Regions from separate parts of the Mus musculus genome. Here region 2 is linked to region 1. A link is a contact called in public promoter capture Hi-C data. All regions are on one chromosome and are shown on one strand. Each heading gives the region's core, a stretch centred on a gene start, on an enhancer-like site or on the middle of the called end of the contact. The rest is flanking DNA. Distances are from core to core; before and after follow the strand shown. Region 1 has its middle 17 kb from the start of Srrm3. Region 2 holds the start of Ssc4d (scavenger receptor cysteine rich family, 4 domains).

The links. Promoter capture Hi-C pulls out the DNA fragments that hold promoters and counts their contacts.
Region 2: a promoter capture Hi-C map of stem cell-derived epiblast-like cells shows a contact between it and region 1, with 4 times the contacts expected there. The contact joins the promoter of Ssc4d here to the enhancer-like site in region 1. A contact is called at or near these places in 5 of 39 promoter capture datasets (the 3T3-L1 cell line, hippocampal neurons, liver and 1 more), 12 of 484 Hi-C or Micro-C datasets (the Ba/F3 cell line, the N1E-115 cell line, embryonic stem cells and 2 more), 3 of 115 datasets of contacts at active chromatin or transcription factors (embryonic midbrain, embryonic stem cells and microglia) and 2 of 9 other capture datasets (liver and pancreatic islet).

The regions. Positions count from the first base shown.
Region 1 is chr5:135,799,574-135,802,678 of GRCm38.p6, reverse strand. No RefSeq gene overlaps it. Among named protein-coding and RNA genes, the nearest start is that of Srrm3, 17 kb to the left of the region's middle. Within about 2 kb of position 1,533, at least 21 of the 459 cell types and tissues checked have an H3K27ac peak or open chromatin away from gene starts, as enhancers often do. A contact at or near this core is called in the N1E-115 cell line, rod photoreceptor and stem cell-derived epiblast-like cells, where this site is marked.
Region 2 is chr5:135,973,160-135,976,031 of GRCm38.p6, reverse strand. It overlaps Ssc4d (scavenger receptor cysteine rich family, 4 domains), which reads left to right and starts at 1,556. Exons shown (of 11, transcript NM_001160366.1): 1 at 1,556-1,770.

The sequences.
Region 1 (3,105 bases), core at 284-2,783:
CATGAATATGTTTAGACCATCTCCTCGTGCCCAAAAACTCAAGGCTCAGCACCGTACCACATCCTCGTAGCCCCCTTCATACATGATAGGCCAGCTCTACATGCAATGGGCACCCACACGCATGCGCAGTGCTCATCCCCACAGCGGACTGCCGAAACACTTTGCCACCACGTGAAAGATATCTTAAAGACAGTCTCTTTTTTATTGTTTTCTTTTATTAGATTGATTGATTGATTGTGTGTATGCGTGTGGAAGCCAGGACAGCCTGTGGAATTGAGTTCTTTCCTTCCAGCTTGTCAAGTGGTCAGGTTCAGTGGCAACCGTCCCCCTACCCCCACCCCACATGAGCCAGCTTGCCAGCCCAGCTCCTCCTGTTAAGTTTCTATCGAACGTTGTATACTTTGCCCATCCTTGTTACATGGGATGCGCCTCCATGTTACTGACGCAGAATAGATGCTCAGAGAGAGGAAGCAATGCTCTTCGCTCTCCGCAGGAATTCGGAGTGTGGCCATTCACACTAAAGCCCAACACTCAGGAGGAGGAAGAGCGCCATGAATCAGAGGCAAACCTGAGCTGTAGTTTCCCGCTCCCATACACACACACACACACACACACACACACACACACACACACGAGTATAGATGGCAGTCACAGGCAATTGTGCTGTCCAGCGTGGGTGCCAGGATCTAAACTCTGGTCCTCCAGGAGAGCATTTTGCGGTGCCATCTCTCTTCTACATTGTTTACAAGGCAAGAGCTGATGCTGAACTTGGTTGGAGCTCACACGGGGGTCATCCTGGCTCCACTTCCTCAGTGCTAGGTTAGGCGAGTGTCACCAGGACTGGCCCTTAGCCTTTCCGAGGATCTGAACTCAGGTCACTAAGCTTATGCAGCAAATGCTTGCCCAACAGAGTTGATGCCTCAGCCCCCACCCACGTTGATGCTGATAACCCTCAAGTTTCTTTCTCGGGGTGAGTGACACTCCTTAGGGGCCTCCCTCACATGGTGGGATAGCTAGCGGGGTGGAAAAGCCAGACAAGGACATCTAGAGTTTACTCTACATGGGCAGCAGCCGTGGTGTGGAGAGACCCTGATGCGCCTACTTCTGATTCGCCAGTGCAGGAGTTATAGCTGTGGACCACCACCCACCATGCCTGGTTTTACCCTCTGCTGGGGCTATAAGCCGGGGGGCTTCGTGAATTCTAGGCAAGCGCTACCAACTGAGCCTCTTTTCTTTGTAAGTTAATTCCCTCAGATATTTTGTTATAGTGCTAAACAACTGCACATATATACACACAGGCATCACATGCATACTTCATACCATACACACACACACATACCACATATCACACACACACAGAGAGATACACACAGACTACACTCACAAGTATCACTCAGCACACACAGAGAATCTCTCTCCACCCCCAAGCCTGAGAAAAGAACAAGGGCAATCCCCCTGCCTGGGCCCAGCCAGGCAGCCTCCCTCTGGCTGAAGCTAGAGCACAGTTAACCTAATTACCATCCTGGGACTGCCTGGTGCACAGCTCAGCTCCCCGCCCGGCTGGGAGCATATTAAAACCAGCAGGAGTCGGGGAGGGAGGGAGCCAGAGGAAAGAAGCTATTTTTAGGTAGCAGGTGGGTTTGTAACAGGGCTGGCTGGTTGAGAGGGGAGGGGCTGGACGTCGTGATGGGGCCGAGGTCAGGGCACAGGGTAATCTGAAGAAGATCTGTTGAAACTAAATGGGGACCAGGGCAGCTATGGTCTCCCCAGGGAAGTGGAGAGGGGCCAAGAGTTGAGAGAAGAGACTTGGTTGGTTCTGAGACAGAGCTGTGCCTGCTGGGGTTGGGGACCGAGACAAACCACCCTCAAGGGTCGCTAGAGCAGGGAAGAGCAGAAATTACTCAAATAGACGGAAGAAGGTGTGATTTGATAGCCCACCGGTGGCCTAACACAGATAGTTACCCAGACACACAGACAGGCAGACATACACAGGCACACACATACAGACACAGACAGACACACACACACACACAAGATGGACATACATACACACAAACATGGAGTAGAGATGCAACATCTTGTCCCCAGTCTCCAAGATAGGAGTGTGACCACCTGGGGCTCACCAGCTACTCCAGGAGTGGCTGGTTTTCCCTGTTCAGGCCTTGATCTGGGGACAGCCCCTTTCTGTCCCCCTATCAAGGGTCACTAAGATCCTGAGCCCCAGCAAGGAGCACAGTGAAACACACACACACACACACACACACACACACACACACACACAAGACATGAGAACTTGGTTGAACCAACAACCCCCAAAATGTGAAGGTTTTGTGTTCAAGGCTCACTCAAGTTCAAGGGGTGAGTGGTGACCGGGGAACTGGGAAATTCCCAAGATGTCTAGCACATGACCTTGAACTTCCCAAAGCTACAGGGCACCTTGTCAGAAGTAGAGGACGCCCCACAGTAAGAGAGCCTTGGGTTCAAATTTCAGCTCCCCTTACCTGCCATGTGAGTCTGAACTGTCTCTCAGGCATGGAGTCCCTTGCCCGGAGAGTGGAGTTTGGATAGTTGTGATGAGAGTTAAAAGAAGCCCATCTGGAGCTGGAGAGATGGCTCAGCCATTAAGAGCACTTGCTAGTCTTCTAAGGATCAGAGTTTATTCCTGAGCACCAACCCGGATGGCTCACAACTGCCTGTAACTCCAGCTCCGGGGGAATCTGATGCCCTCTTCTGGCCTCTGTGGGTACTGCACTCACAGAGATGCACGCATGTAAATTTAAAATAATAATAATAACAACAACAATAATAATAATAATAAACCTTTGTTAAAAAAGAAAGCTGATGCTGTGCATGGTGGTATGCACTGGTATGCACATTTGATCCTAGCACTCAGGAAGCAGAGGCAGGAGGATATCTATAAGTTCAAGGCCAGCATTGTCTATGTAGTGAGTTATAAGACAGCCAGGGGTACAGAGTAAGACCCTTAGTAAAAATTCTTCCGCCTTAAAAAAAAAAAGAAAGCTGAGCTTAGCTCAAAGATTGGGCGCTTGCCTAGTGTGCGTGAGGCCCTGGGTTCAGTCCTCAGTGCTAAAACTAAAACAAAAA
Region 2 (2,872 bases), core at 307-2,806, 170 kb before region 1:
TCCCTGGAATCCACACAAAGGGGAAGGAAGACTGGAGAGGTAGCTCAGAGATCATGAGCACTTCTGGCTTCTCTAGAGGTCCAGAGTTCGGTTCCCAGCACCCATATCGGGTGGCTTACAAACCATCTGTAACTCCAGCTACAGGGGATTTGACCTCTCCGGGCCTCCTCAAACCTCCGTTTGCACATGGAATACACTAACACACACACACACACACACACACACACACACACGTACACATTAATAACCCTTTAAAGAAAAATATCTGGGTAGTGGTGGTGGCAGCGGGTAGCATGCACCTCTAATCCCAGCACTTGGAGGCAGAGGCAGGTGGATCTGTGTTTGAGGCTAGCCTGGTCTACCGAGTGAGTTCCAGGACAGCCAGGGCTACACAGAGAAAGGAGTCAGTAGTTAGAAGGTTTGATGATCCTAGAAGACCTTAGTCTGGTTCCCAGCACCCACAGGGCATCTCACAACCATTTGTAACTCCAGTCTCAGCAGACAAGACACACATAAACTTATGCATGTACATATACATAAATAAAATATACAGGGAGGGTTAGAGAGATGGCTCAGTGGTTAGAGAAATTGTTGCTATTGCAGAGGACCCAGGTTCTATTCCTAGTGCGTACAGGGCAGCTCACAACTGTCTGCAGTCAGACTCAGGAGCGCCAACGCCCTCCTCTCACCTCCAAAGGCATGAGGCCTGAATGCGATACACAGGCATATATGCAAGCAAAACACTCACAACTGGGGGAAAGTTTTAATTCTAACAAGATTTTGTTCTTCTTGGTGTTTTATTTTTGTTTTGTTTTGTTTTTGAGACAGAGTCTCTATATAGCCTTGGCTGTCCTGGCATTCACTATGTAGATCAGGCTGGCCTCAAACTCACAAAAGATCCACTTGCCTCTGCCTCTCTCTTTTTTTTTTAATATTTATTTATTTATTATATGTCAGTACACTGTAGCTGTCTTAGACACTCCAGAAGAGGCATCCAATCTTGTTACGGATGGTTGTGAGCCACCATGTGGTTGCTGGGATTTGAACTCAGGACCTTTGGGAGAGCAGCCCGTGCTCTTAACCCCTGAGCCATCTCACCAGCCCCTGCCTCTGCCTCTCAAGTGCTGGGATTAAAGGAGTGCTGCACCAAGCCTGGATTTTCGATATTCTGTGGAGTCTGGGGGTTGAACTGAATTTGCCAGGCCTGCGCAGCCATCAACTTCACCCTCTGAGCCACCTGACTTATGCCGATCCTGATAATTCCCCCCTCCCCCACCTTCACCTCTTTATGCTGCGAGAGGGTCTCACTAGGTAGCTGGGGATAACCTTGATCTCGCACTGTAACCCAGGCTGCTTCTCCATCACCAGTGTCTGATGCTCGGCTGTCCTGCACAGGGGTGAGGAACCACTCGGGCTTCTCTGCAACCTGAGCCCAGAGGGGGAGAGATGGCAGGAGGAGGGGCACCTGGCCTCCTAGCTCCTCCTCTTCCTCGGTGCCCTTCCTCCGGGGCTGCTCACCACACTGCGGACCACTTCCACTGTCCCTTAGCCTCTCTGCCCCCAAGGTCAGGTGGGGACAGGCTGGGGCCACCGGCAGCTCCATGGCCAAGGACACTGCCTCTTCTCTCCTTCTAGCTACGGAAAGAAAAGAAGAAAAGTCTGTGCTGATCTGTATCTCGGGGGCCCTTCCCCCTCCTAAAGTCCCTGGAGCAGAGGCAGTGATTGAAACTTGGATTATCTGGAGGGAAAGAACCCAGAACATCCCTACAGGTATGAATGCTTCAGTTGTGTGTGTGTGTGTGTGTGTGTGTGTGTGTGTGTTCTCTCTGTGTAATAACAATTTCCTTTGAAAACCTCCAGAGCCCTTTCTTTAAAAAAAAAAAAATTCTTAATATTGCATTTATTTATTTATGTGTGTGCAGGCATGCACAAGTGACAGTCACAGGGCAACTTGCAAGAGTGTTTTGCCTTCTGACATTTGGGTCCCAGGAATTGAACTTAGGTCATCAGACTTGGCAGCAGTCACCTTTACCTGCTGAGCCAACTCATTGACTACTTCCTGAGACCCCTCTGTTTCATTCTATGACTTCATAGCCACAATTTCACTCAGCCCATCAACAAACATTTTCTGAACATCATATGCCACGTACAACTATTGAATGAGATCTGGCTCTTGTCTTGGAGGTCAGACGGGGGCAGTCATAGCAATAGCTAAGCACATTAGAGCGGGCCAGACACTGGGGAAACCTTTTATAAACATTACCCATTTAATATGGCAACAAGTATAAGGGAAAGAATATGGGACCCTTTTGCCAATAAGAACAAAGGCTTCACAGCTCCTAATCACCTGCCCCACCGGGGCTAAAAGGAATTCTGAGAACATTCAAGAACCCTGGATCAGAAGTTAAGAACACCTACTGCTCTTTCAGAGGACCAGGGTCTGATTCCCAGCAATCAAATGGCGACTTACAGAGCTCTATAACTCTAGTCCAGTGACCTCTTCTGGCCTCCCGAGACACCAGGTACATATATGCTGCCTATATACACCTGCAGGCAAGACACCCGTACTCATAAAACAAGAAAACACATTTTTAAAAAGACCCCTGCAAGACAGATGTGACGTGGCAAGTGCCTTTAATCCTAGCATTCAGGGGTGGAAACGGAAGGGTCGATCTGAGTTCAAGGTCGTCTTTGGCTACTTAAGAGTTTGAAACCATCTCTCAAAAAAAAAACAAACAAACAAGCCATGGCCATTTAGGACAGGGATGAAGCAACCTCTATTGCTGTCCCTGAGAATAGGACAGGAATGAAGTATACGCGCTGAAGGCTGTGGGGCTGAGGCCTTATTCCCTGAGCATGGTGAAAAGAGTCC